Regions from separate parts of the Astyanax mexicanus genome. Here region 1 is linked to region 2. A link is a contact called in public Hi-C data. All regions are on one chromosome and are shown on one strand. The core of a region is the stretch at or near the end of the contact, and the rest is flanking DNA. Distances in the headings are between cores, read along the strand shown.

Region 1 (6,583 bases), core at 1,991-4,490, 240 kb after region 2:
TTGACTCTGTGGGCAGTTTTGGCTCAGAGCAACATGCATTCGATGACATGGTTGTGGGTACGATACCAAGGATCAACAATGTGCCACTGATGGGCCTTTAAACAGCCACTAAACCCTAAACTACTTAAACCATATACAGTATTTTTTCCATTAATAGCTGAAATAAGTTCCTTAGAAAAAATAAAACATACAAGAACTGCTTAAATTTTTTTAAACATGTCCTAAAATAAAAATAAAAAAAGGCTTTTTTTGTGGTAATTTCCGGCTCTACAGCTCACTCTCAGGTTCAATTGTGTTAGAGGTGTGGATCATATGCACATCAGCTCGCCCTCCTGCCCTGCCTCTAAACCCATACATCACCCAGTGCCCCTCCCAAAACTTCCATTTTTTAGCCTTTTCCTAATTTGAGCTGAGGGTGGAGTCAGGGGGTAAAATCAGGGGTTTAGTGCCCTTTTAAACAAGGCCCTAAACCCTTTTATCTTGTCATTTTTTGTTATCTCTTGTCTTGTCATCTCTTGTCATTTTGTCTTGTTGTTTTGCCTTGTTCTACTTTAAGCTGCAGGTGAATTGGAGAGTTAGGCAGTTGAGTTGAGTTGGTGATGAGGTGGGGTGATGATCATCAGACATCCCGATGTCACTAATGCTCTCAAAGCAATGCTCCAAAATCTAGTAGAAAGCTTTTCCTGGACAGTAGAGATAGTTACTTTATCAAAAGCAGGATGACCTCTTTTTAATACCCCTGATTTCATAAAAAACAATTAATTAAGCAACCAATCCAAAACTTTTGTCCATATAGTTTGATTACAAACTATGCACATTTGTTCCACTATGATCCTATAAACCCGTTTTCTACAGAAGCTGATTTTACACACAGCAACGCATCACGCAGGTTTAGATGTTTACAGAGTATTCATAACGAAAACTTTCACACGCTCTAGAGCCCAGCCATAACAATATAATGTAGCAGCAGGTTTGAAATATGGCCAGTATAATGAACGTACCACCTTTTTGTTGTGCCTTAAACTGAAACAAATGTAGCACTAAATAAACCGTGATCCACAGGGGAAACAATTACACACTGGCAGGAGCGTTTATTGGCTTTCAGCAAAACTAATCTAACACTTAACTTCTGTGCATGTTCGTGTGTGTTCTGTGAAGCCCTGCACTACAGCGCTGATTTACACTCCAGTAGGATCTATTATTTGGTGCAACTAACTTAGAGGTTTATTGGCTTGTGGGCTTATTCATAAAGTCTCTGAAAGTAGTTATAATTGTTAATAATGAGTTAATAATGATATTCTATTGACACCATGTTTGATTTAAGCAAGTATGCTTACCAAATGCCTTAATTAAAGCAACTATTAAAACATAAGCTTATCTCAGGATTCTTTTCATTTTTTTTCAGCAGACACTTGTGCAACTTCGCATTACGTTATGACAGCTGTGATGCAAATTTCCCATTGTAATGATATGTTAGGTGACAAAAAACTCTTCGATATGTGCAGGACATCCTGCAGCCACAGGCATTGCTTCTCAAGGCAGGACTTTTAACTGCCATTTTTTAATAGAATAATCCTCACCCACACACAGCAAGGATTTCCTAGGAGCATTTATGAGTCAGCTAAACAGCCACTTCAACAGCCTACGAGTGGAATTGTGAAAGAGTGATTTAGGACGCATGAGATCATCATTTTCACACATGGACTGGCCACCACAGAGTCCAGACCTTAACTCCATTGAGAATCTGTGCAGAAGCTTATCGAAACAATGTCCCAATTAATGTGTGGTCCAACAAAATATTAGTGTGTAACCAGGCAGGGTAATTAACCACATAAAGAAGCATACAAATGGTTCTTTAAAATTTTACTGCAGAGCCCATGAAGACCTTTTTTTTTAGATTAATTAATTGCCATGTAAAGATGTGTGTGTGGTAAAGGTTGCTATATTAATGATGATGATGATAATGATTATAATAGAGGTGATGGGGGTGGTGATGATGATGGCTGTGGTGATTATTATAATTAATGGTATTATACTTATGGTAATACTTATGATTCAATTCTATTTAATTTATATATCACTTTTTACAGCAAATGTCACAAAGCAGCTTTACTGTTGTGTATTAATCTTATCCTTGTTATTATTATTAGTAGTATTAGTGTTATTATGAAGCTATTTCGCTGTGTAGTAATACCACATTTATTATTATTATTATTATTATTATTATTATTTTTATTATGGGTCTGGGACGCCAGACTTCACTGTTGAGCCTTCTGGAGGTGTCGTGGGCCTAATTCAGCGAAACACTGACGAAGGAAGGTGCCTGCCTGATGACCCCTGAGAAGAGCTTGCACTGAAGTTTGTGTTAGAGTTTGGATGAAGGGGATTGGTGTGGTCCTGCTCTTGTAATAATTTGTCTCATGAGTTTTTGTAGACGTCTGAGTACTTGCCAGTTGAGGCACGGACCATGAACATAGTTCGCTATGCTTCTGGATTCTTGTCGAGCCAGTATCAGATGGTAGTGGTTGCTGTGTTCTGCTCACGCAACTTATAATGTGATTTATTGTGTGTGATTGTGCTTAGGTAAGTGTGTTGTTGCCATAGTTAAAGGAAGTGAGCTTAGATTAAGGAGGGATTCTGTTTGTTCATAGGTTATTTTTTGGTAGGTCTGTTACTTGGCAGTTGAGGCAATGGACCATGAACATAGTGTTAGGCTGTGCTTCTGGATTCTTGTCGAGCCAGTATCAGATTGTGGTGGTTTTGCTATTGTTGTTAGTTGAGTGAGTAGTAGATCCTGGCTGAGCCCTATGCATAACCCCAGCTGTTAGGTGCAGGATTTGTCAATTTCCTGTATTATATTACTTATTATTGTTATTTTTATCAGTTATATTATATTCAACATAATAATAATAATCATATAATTATAAAAAAATAATAATGATCAGCATAATTAGAATCATAGCAATTTATTAGTTATCTTAATTTATTAATCTTATTATCCTCTACATATTTATTATCATTATATTTTTTTAGCCCTCTATTAAAACTTTCCCTTTCCTTTTATTTTTATTGAGTGTGTATCCTGAAAGTGAGCGCGCGCGTGTGTGTGTGTATTTTCCCACCCCTGCCATGTAATTTGAAACAATGTACATTGTTTTGCAGTGAGCGATGTGATGTCACATGGCGGTTCCAGCGAGTCCTCCTCTGTGCTGATGGAGTGCTGAAAGGGGAGGTACTACTTTGTTACACACTCCCATGTAGATTAACCTTTCAATTAGTTGTTATCAGGCTCCCTGTGCCTCCGCGCGCCTTTATTCTGCCCGATCAAACGCTGGATTTTAATTGACCTCGTTACGCCTTTTCGCTGTTTCCAATAAACGCACAACCGCTCGGAGCGGAGAGAGAGAAAAAGAGAGAGAGAGGGAGAGAGAGAAACCGCGCCAGGAACTTAAAGGTAACAGAGCTGTTACAGAGCCCGGTTGCGGCCGCGTGGCTGCTGCCTTCAGAGTTCTTAATTAGCTATAAATGTTTTAATCGTTCAAGTTTGCCGTGAGCGATGTAACTTGACGTGAGAGTGTGTGAGTGTTTGAGTGTGTGTGAGAGAGTGTGTGTTTGTGTATGTGAATGTTACCGAGCGATCGAGTGAGTGTGTGAGTGAGTGAGTGGATGGATTTGGGATCAATCGCAGAGATTACACTGCTTGACACGCGTAAATGGAATTTTCCAGATGCTATCTGTTTTCAATAGCCGGAGCCGGAGCACATTAGCTAGCGAGCCCAGAGCCGCGCGCGGAGCGGGGTGGCTGAGCCGGAGCTCGCGGGCTCGCGGCGAGGCTGGATGCAGCGAGGCTGAGGCTGCAGACAGACATACAGACTGTGAGATAGAGCGCAGCGGCTATAGCTGTAGCAGCCCTGGAGGAGCAGCTTAGATCCAGCGAGGACAGCAGTGTGTTAGATCCGACATCATTACACACATTAGCCGTGTCAAACCTCCCCTTGATGGATAATCTTGTCAGAAATGTTTTATGAGAGATTTATGAGTTTATCATGAGCTACAGTCACTCTATAACAGCCTATTTTTAACACATTTTAAGCCAACTAGTTAAACATTAACTAACCCAGCATAGCTAAGATACTTGTTTTAAGTGTTAAAGTGTGGCTGTATGTCAAATAACGTTAGATAGATAGCTACGACTTGTAGACTAGTTAGTTGGCTAAGCTAAGTTAGTTAGCTAGCTAACGCTATGTGGCTCATGCGAAGTGATGTAATGCGATTCTGATGCACTTTAACGACAGGCTGATCTATCACAGTTAACTACATCATGATTAAAACCATTAAAATAAATAAAATAGCCAGCTACGTCTCGCTTGATGTGCCCTAGCGCTGGCTAGGTTAGGTTCATTCTCGTGAGGAGGAGCCTCGCTTCAAGGAGTTAAGGTGGACTTGCGTGGACGGTGGATGATTTAACCTTGGCTAAATATCGCAGCCGCAGTGTAAATCTCACACATCATGTGGAAAAACAGATGTTTTCTTAGCCTCGTTGCCAGAATTCAGAGTTTCTCCCCTTTCCCAAGCGAGGCGAGAGTCGCCGGTGTACTGTCGAGGTCTGTTACCCATCGATACGCGCCTCTTACGGCAGGGCGCATGCGCTGATCCATATTATTTTCAGTTTTTAGGTGTTTTTTTCGTGATAATTATTTTATCATTATAGTTTCTCACTATTAAACAACCAGAGCTTACTGTCATTAACTGCTTATGAGTGTTACAAAAGTGTAAGTGGCAATAAATAATAATAAAATTCATATTTAAAATAATAAAAAATATATTAAACACAGTTTATTACGTTAACTTTATAACTAACGCGATTTAGGCTGGTTAAATATCCCATATAGACTACATTAGAACATAGACGTTCTAATGTAATAATGTTCTAATGTAATGTCCTGCTTTAAATACATATTATATCTATTTTTTGTTTTTACATTTAAATAGCCTACACTCCAGGGTAGCGCGGTTTGACAAGGTAGCAGAACTTGCCAGAACACCGCTTCGCAGGGTTAAGGTGGTAGCACGGGTTACCTTAAAAGGCGGGTCAAGTGATTTATTGGCAGATTATGAAGCCAATCGACTCCTCGAGAGGCTGAACCGCTTCTCTGTGATTGACACCCGCGTTATCAAACCAGGGATCGGCGTTTGCCCTTTCTAGCCAATATTAAAGTTTCTTGGGAGGAGCCGTGGCTGTGAAGGTGAGGTTTAATGAGACTCCATTGGGTTGTAATCAGTGTCATGTCGGATTCATGTAAACTACAACATTGTAACAAAATGGCGTCTGTTTAGTAAGGCGACCGGCCAGCAGCAATAGCAGCAGCAGTAAGGAGCAGCCAGCGCAGCAAGTCACCTGTCCTTCTGTCTCCCTGTCCTCTGAGGAGCGTTCAAGTGTTGAGGAGTGAGGTTGGTTTATCCCTCTCTTGTCTCGGAGCGTTTACTTCTCATCATAAATTATCGATAGTCATCTGTCGGAAGTAGTCATAAACCATAGACTCATTTAGCAAGCTAGCCTGTTAGCTAACGCTAAGTTAGCTAGCCCGCGGCGGCGCTGGGTTTGCTTTGCTTTGGCTAGCTTTCCACCAAAGGTGGCGATTCCAGATCCAGAGAGTACAAACCCACCCCTAGATTTCGCTCCATCTGCCTGCAGAACAGCTGAGCTTAGTCGGGGGACTCTAGACAGTTTAAACCTAGAAAGAAAATGTTGTAGTGGATTTACACGTTCGGGATCTGGATTCAACACCTTTTGGCAGAAAGCTAGAGAGTTGACGCTAGCTAAGTTAGCTTTTGACAAGCTTACTGTGAGGGTATGTGGAATTGCTGCTAAGCTAAGCTAAAATAAGCTAAGCTAAGCTAGCGAGATTGGTGGTGTTTAGCTAAATAGCATATTAGCTAAGCCTTAGCATGTTGGCTAATTTGTCTAGTTTTTCTTCGTGTGGAAAAAAAATAAAGCTGGTGTTCTGTCGAGTTCTGTCTAATACTTGTCGAAATGTGAGCTTCGACTGTGCGCATGCGCGGCATCCTCAATCCTTGAACGTTTTCATGTGTTTTTGTAATTATTCTCTATAGATTTTCTCCCGTGTGTATTATAGGTTCTGAGCTTGCTGTTTAAATTGGCTTGAGTGTGAGCTACAAAAGTGTGAATTGCGAGCTAGCTATTTTTTTTTCTCCTGATTTTATGATTGATTTTTGTCTGTGGAAATGTCCCATATTTCTAACTAACTTACTGGTTTATTTAGCTTTGCAGCTTGACCTATAAAAATAGCTAGCAAGTTATTCCATGCCAGCTAGCAAGCATGCTTTGACAGGGTATCACAATTCAATAGGGCATTTTGGATGTGGCACAGTGGGTATATTAACGTTACTCATTGCTGTGTTTTTTTGACTGTAAGTTACACTGTCAAACTGGTAAACTAGCTTACACCACAGTCAAAACAAGCTTGTTAATTTGACACTAGATAGGTTATCTTAAGTGTCCAACGATGAATAGCTCCGCAATACACTGTGTGTGTGTGTTTAACAGTCAGCTGGGCTTTTA
Region 2 (6,132 bases), core at 2,574-5,073:
GCACAAGACCTGATAAGGCCTTTTGCTGAAACTGCATTAGGCCTCATTGGCTTGCTCATTGCTTCACACCCTTACTACTGCTTATAATGGTATTTTTATTTTGTAGTGTATTATCAGTACGTTTGTTAGCAAAATGCTGGAAAATACCACCCAGAAAAGAAATTTATATATTTTACCATAACATTGTGTTTAAGTTGTGCATGTGGTGTATATGTACTTCAGTATATAAAAGACTGTAAAACACTTCAAGTCACACACACACACACACACACACACACACACACACACACACACACACACACACACACACACACACACACACAGTCCTGACTTCTCCCAAAAGCATTATGACAACAACCAGCTTATCAGTGAGCTAAATGATAAGGCTGCTTAATACTGTCTCACTGCCCTTAACAGAGGTCAGGCCTGGCAAAGAGGCGTCCAGCCAGTAAGCAACAGGTGGAGAGGCCTAGCATGCTCTTCATGACTCAGGAAATTTGATAGACTTTCTATATGGGATGTCTCCCGTCTTTTATCCGTGTAATAGTGTTAATCTCTCAAACAGACTCCTGAGATTTCATTCAGGCCTGATTATACAAATATATCATTTTCTGCTGTTTACATTGTATGCTAATCTTTTTATAGTATCTCAGTATTAACTTTGTGATTGTGGTGATTTTATAGAAGACTGTGGGCCAGTAAAGAACTATTTTATAGTGTGATGCAGTGTTTTTAACTGCAGGGATGTGATAAGGTCTCTATAACTACCACTTTACAAATAATTCCCTGATGATAATCTCTGCTGTTTGCTGCCAGTGTAGATTTAATTTCTGCCTCTGCTTATAAGTCAACCAGTACGTGCAGTATTCTTTTGTGTTATGTAACACTGCCATCTTGTGAAAAACAGAGTTTATCTCAAAGTGAGGTGTAGCTTTAACTACTGTAGCAGATGTTAGCTTGATGTTAACTTCTCTAGCTAAGGTTAGATACATGTTATCCACTCTAGTTGTGTTTAGATGGGTGGTAACTGCTGTAGTTAATATTGTATAGATTCATCTGCTTTAATAGATGTTCAGTGTTCTTCTGCATAGTTGCTTGTTGACAATCCAGACATGCAAATGTACACATACAGCTTGTCTAGTCGCTGTAAAGACATATATTGCAAATAGAATACGACTCTCTGGAGCAGGTAAACATGAACCTATTTTCACCATGCCAAGTTTCAGATAGATGTTAGATAAATGCTAGTCACTCTAGCCGATGTTTGATGGATGTTAATTGTTGTAGCTAGGGTTGGATAAATAATAATCACTCTAGCTGAGGTAAGATAGATGATAATCTGTCTAGCTGAGGTTAGATAAATAATAATCACTCTGGTTGAAGTTAGATATATATTACCGGTACTCTAGCTGAGAATATATGAATTTTAATCTGTTTAGTTAAGGTTAGATAAATAATAATCACTCTATCTGAGGTTAGTTAGATTTTAATCTGTCTAGCCAAGGTTTGATGGCTGTTGATCTGTATAGCTGACATTAGATATATGTTGTTTACGTTAGCTGAGGTAAGATATATGTTAATCTGTCTATCCGACATTAGATTAATTTTACTAGATTCGACATATGTTACTTACACTAGCTGAGATTCGATATATGTTACTTACTTACACTAGCTGAGATTCGATATATGTTACTTACACTAGCTGAGATTCGATATATGTTACTTACTTACACTAGCTGAGATTCGATATATGTTACTTACACTAGCTGAGATTCAATATATGTTACTTACACTAGCTGAGATTCGATATATGTTACTTACGCTATCTGAGGTTAGATATGTTACCTACACTAGCTGAGGTTAGATGGATGTTACTCTGTCTATCTGAGATTTGATATATGTTACTTACACTAGCTGATATTCAATATATGTTACTTACACTAGCTGAGATTCGATATATGTAACTTACTTACACTAGCTGAGATTCGATATATGTTATTTACACCATCTGAGATTCGATATATGTTACTTACGCTATCTGAGATTTGATATATGTTACTTACGCTATCTTACGCTATATATATATATATATATATATATATATATATATATATATATATATATATATATATATATATATATATATATATATTGTCCAGCCCAACATTATTTATCTAACTTTAGCTACACAGATTAACATGCATCTAACCTTAGCTACGTAAGTAACATACATATATGTATGTATATATATATGTATGTATGTATGTTACTTACTGTAGCTAAGGTTAGATGCATGTTAATCTGTGTAGCTAAAGTTAGATAAATAATGTTGGGCTGGACAAAATATATGGCAAACATCTGTATAACGATACATTTCCTCATGTCTGTTTGATCATTGTTGCAGGAACTCATTTTTAGTATGATTTAAAGTGTGGATGTCTGTGTATTTTGGTGGTATAGACAATTGTTTATATAGTCATAGATATTTAACTTAGTTCCTGATGAGAGCAAGCACAAAAAGTGATGATAGAAAATTAAGAAATTGTAAGATGGATCCCTCAACTTTTTGAACAATAGACAAAATTGCTAGACTACTTTATATACTATACAATTATTACTTTACAGTTCTGATTAAGAGCAGGTGTTTGCTAGCAATTAGGAAAATGGATGATCTGACACCAGAAACAAATAAGAATAAACATATTTAAATACAAGAACACTGTAACCTCATACTCATAACCCTCCTACTATCCTCATATTTGCTAATACCCTTTATTCTCTAGATAAAAATGATCCCAGTAATTTAATTTAATTAAACATGTTCTAAATGGTTCTGGCATTATAATGTTTTATTAGTATTAAATATATATAATAAGTATTCTGTTGTGAAGGCCTTAAAATAAAAAGAGATGTTTAGAGAAAGATTCTACAACTGAATGTCATAGATACCTCACAAATGAATGTAAATATTAATATTTCTTATGTTTTATGCACATAAAACGGCCTTAAAAACAGACATTAAAATTGAAATATTTGAAATATTATTATTATTTTTGTCTTCGGTATATTAAGAAAAGACAATAAATATGAATCACAAAACTAATGCCAGCCATTTCATTCAGAGGCTTTAAACACTGAATGGGGTCAAATTGATCCCAAAGATAATAGGAGGGTTAATATAGGGGATATTTGTCCTTGCTCCTTTTTCAATGTTGAGACTGTAATTATTTCTGATATTGTTACTTATGTTAGTATTAGTATTACTATTGGTATTTCTCTTATCTCCCATAATACTGTTATGTTTGTTTACCTCAGTCTGTGTCTATGCATCGTAAAAAAAAATAGTTTAAGTATAAAACTAATGCAGTTAATGTGCACTTTTCTTTGGGGGGGGGGAGAATCTCCTGTTTCTCTGGGGTCTCAGCACTCATGTATTATATGTGATGTCCAGCAGATGGCAGTGTAAGCTCATCAAAGTTTAATACTGCAGCTTTAGAGGTTGCGGAGACCTTCTTCTTGTTTGGTTATGCAAGGAGAGCTGGTATTTGGTTGTGAGGCAAAAATGTGTTAATCGTCAGACATATGACCCACTTACGCCTGTGGATACAGGGAGACGCATGGTGGTGTTGTAATGGACGTGTATATGAATACGTGTAGATTTCATTTCATTAGTTCATTTTAACAGTGCAAGGTAACCTGGATGTTGTTTGATATTAAATAAACAGTATAATAGACAGTTTAATGATGATGATGAGGATAATAGAGTGCAGCAGTTCTCAGCTCAGCCTGGAAGAGCCCCTCAGTGCTGTGCAGCCCCCGGCCGCTCTGTCCGTCTCTCTCGGGAAGCCTTTGTGTGACTGTTTCCTGTGGCTCAGATGGGGCTGGTTCTGATGAGTGTGCTGTTCTTTATTTGCGAGCGGGTGGAAAAATGAGCCGCTGCACTCTGAAAGCTAAACTGCAGGTGTGTTGGGGATTGGGGAGGAAAAATGGTGCATTTGAGGGGACAAACCTTTGCACATTGTGCACACTTGCAGTATGTACATTTACTCAGCAGTGTTTCTGCTGGAAAGCTTTGTCAACATTTTTTATTTTTTATTTTATTTTTTTTACTTCATGAAGTCCAAACCAGCAAGGATGCTTAGCTCTGAGAGTTGGACGTGGGGTCTTACGATTAATCTTTTGTGCTCTGTTCTTGACACTTCCCCTCTTGACAGTAGCCAGTCTAAAAATATGTTTTTCCTAAAAGAGAAAATGCCTTGTAACCAGTATTTTTAATTGTTGTTACCATGTGATTTGAAGCTTATTTAGACACCTTATTTATTATTGACCTGTTTAATCTTTAAAAATGGAAATAATACTCTTAAAGCACCAACACTTTCAGATTGAATGCCTAAGTTCTGGATCATGCTGCTTTTGCCATTAAGACCATTACGAGTTTGAAAGAAAAAAAAACAATGACTTTGCTCTTTCAGGGGTGGGTAGATGGCATGCTCTCCCCACATCACTCCTAGTATAAAACGCTGGTCAGCACAGGCATCTGTTAGCGGATATATCAGAGCTGGCAACCCAGTGGTGCTGCGTCAGACAACTTGGGGGGGAAAAAAAGGGCTGTGTCTAAATTCACTTGGATCACATGCTGCTTTTCACCTTCCTAGTGTTTAGGGCATTACTAGTGATTGGGTAGTTCTAGAGAATGGGTGGTTGTTGTAATTGGCCTTCTAAATTGTAATCATAATGGGACAAAACATAAAATAGTGTTTTCACAATTTTTGCATAATAAAATGGTTAAAATGTAAACAGCTATTTATATGTGTTTGGTGGTGGTGAAGTTTTCCATTATCAAAAAACTCTAGACTGGTTTGTTTACAGTGGTAATTATAAGAGGAATCTGAGTCTAAAGTAGGTCTGTGTATTATTAACTTATTATACAGTATAAGGAGTTTTTGCTAACTTCAGTATTAGCCATTGTTTTTGCTTAGCAGAAATTAGGAGACCCCCTTAACATGACTGATCCAATGTGACATATTTGTTTTAAAACAGTGTTTTTATTTTATTGGTTTTTAACTAATATATTTGAATTCCATTGTTCGAATATTATTTTTTTTGCTCTTTATTGTGCTTTAAAAATGTGTCAGATGGTTTAAAAAGATTTATCATTTATTGCAATAAATTCTGGAACAGTGCATCGTATAAAAAATATAGTTGTCCTGACAGATTTGGTCTGAAGAGTTTGGTATTTTAAAGTTTTTTTTCATTAAAAAAGTTATGAATATGCTCCCTGATGGCAAATGGTTAAGATGTAAAGCTTTTTAATGGTGAAATGCATTCAGGACATTTTATAGGAAAAAAATACTCACTGCTAAGAAATTTGAAAGAAAATATTTTATACTATTAACACCACCCCAGAGACGAATAGAGATATAAATGAGCATGATCATGTATATTAAACACTTGTGTTCCAGGTACAGTTTTAACAATGCGCATTAGACTTAATCTAGTTTATATTGTGTTTTGGACCTCATAGGGGACAAACAAAACTACAGTTACCCTAGCAGTACTCAAATTCACTACAGTTTCCCCAATGCAGGTCCACTAATTCACACATTCCACCCTGGAATCATTGAGCTGTGATTTGTGAAAATGTTGCATACTATGTGTTCTCTTCGCCAGTGTATCCACTGAACCTCAACCCTCTACAGTACTGTAACATTTTGTTAAACATTTTTTATTTCTTCTTGTTTATTGGCTTCATGAGTGTTCTATACACCTGTCCACTCTTTGCTAGCACACATTTTTCCCAGCTTTTAGCTGCCAGTTCCTCTTAAGTGCTCTCAAACCTCCTTCCCAACCAGAGGTCAGCTTCGCTTCCCACCCCTGACCTCACTGTTAGCTTACGAGTGTAAATGGGCCTGAAGGAGTGTGTAAAAGCTGGCGGCTTGTTGCAGACATGAATCCCAGTGCGAATTCTTCTCGCTCGCTCTCCTGCCCAGATCGATGGTCCCTGGCGGCTCCTGCTTTGACTCCAACTCCCACCTGATTCATTTCCCATAAGCTCCTGTGATCGCTCGGCCTCCTGCTCTCACTCTGAGTGATTTGGCTTAATGCCTCACTGTCCGGCCTCTAACCCTCGCG

Evidence for each region. Hi-C and Micro-C count contacts between places; a contact is called where the count stands out from the background.
Region 1: a contact with region 2 is called in a Hi-C map of muscle, with 4 times the contacts expected there. The contact joins the promoter of kat6b here to the enhancer-like site in region 2. A contact is called at or near these places in 2 of 3 Hi-C or Micro-C datasets (both in muscle).

Annotation. Positions count from the first base shown.
Region 1 is chr7:38,198,789-38,205,371 of AstMex3_surface, forward strand. It overlaps kat6b (K(lysine) acetyltransferase 6B), which reads left to right and starts at 3,241. Exons shown (of 17, transcript XM_007252265.4): 1 at 3,241-3,454.
Region 2 is chr7:37,957,593-37,963,724 of AstMex3_surface, forward strand. All of the region lies in intron 3 of adka (adenosine kinase a), which reads left to right. Among protein-coding and RNA genes, the nearest start is that of adka, 21 kb to the left of the region's middle. Within about 2 kb of position 3,824, the one cell type or tissue checked has an H3K27ac peak away from gene starts, as active enhancers do.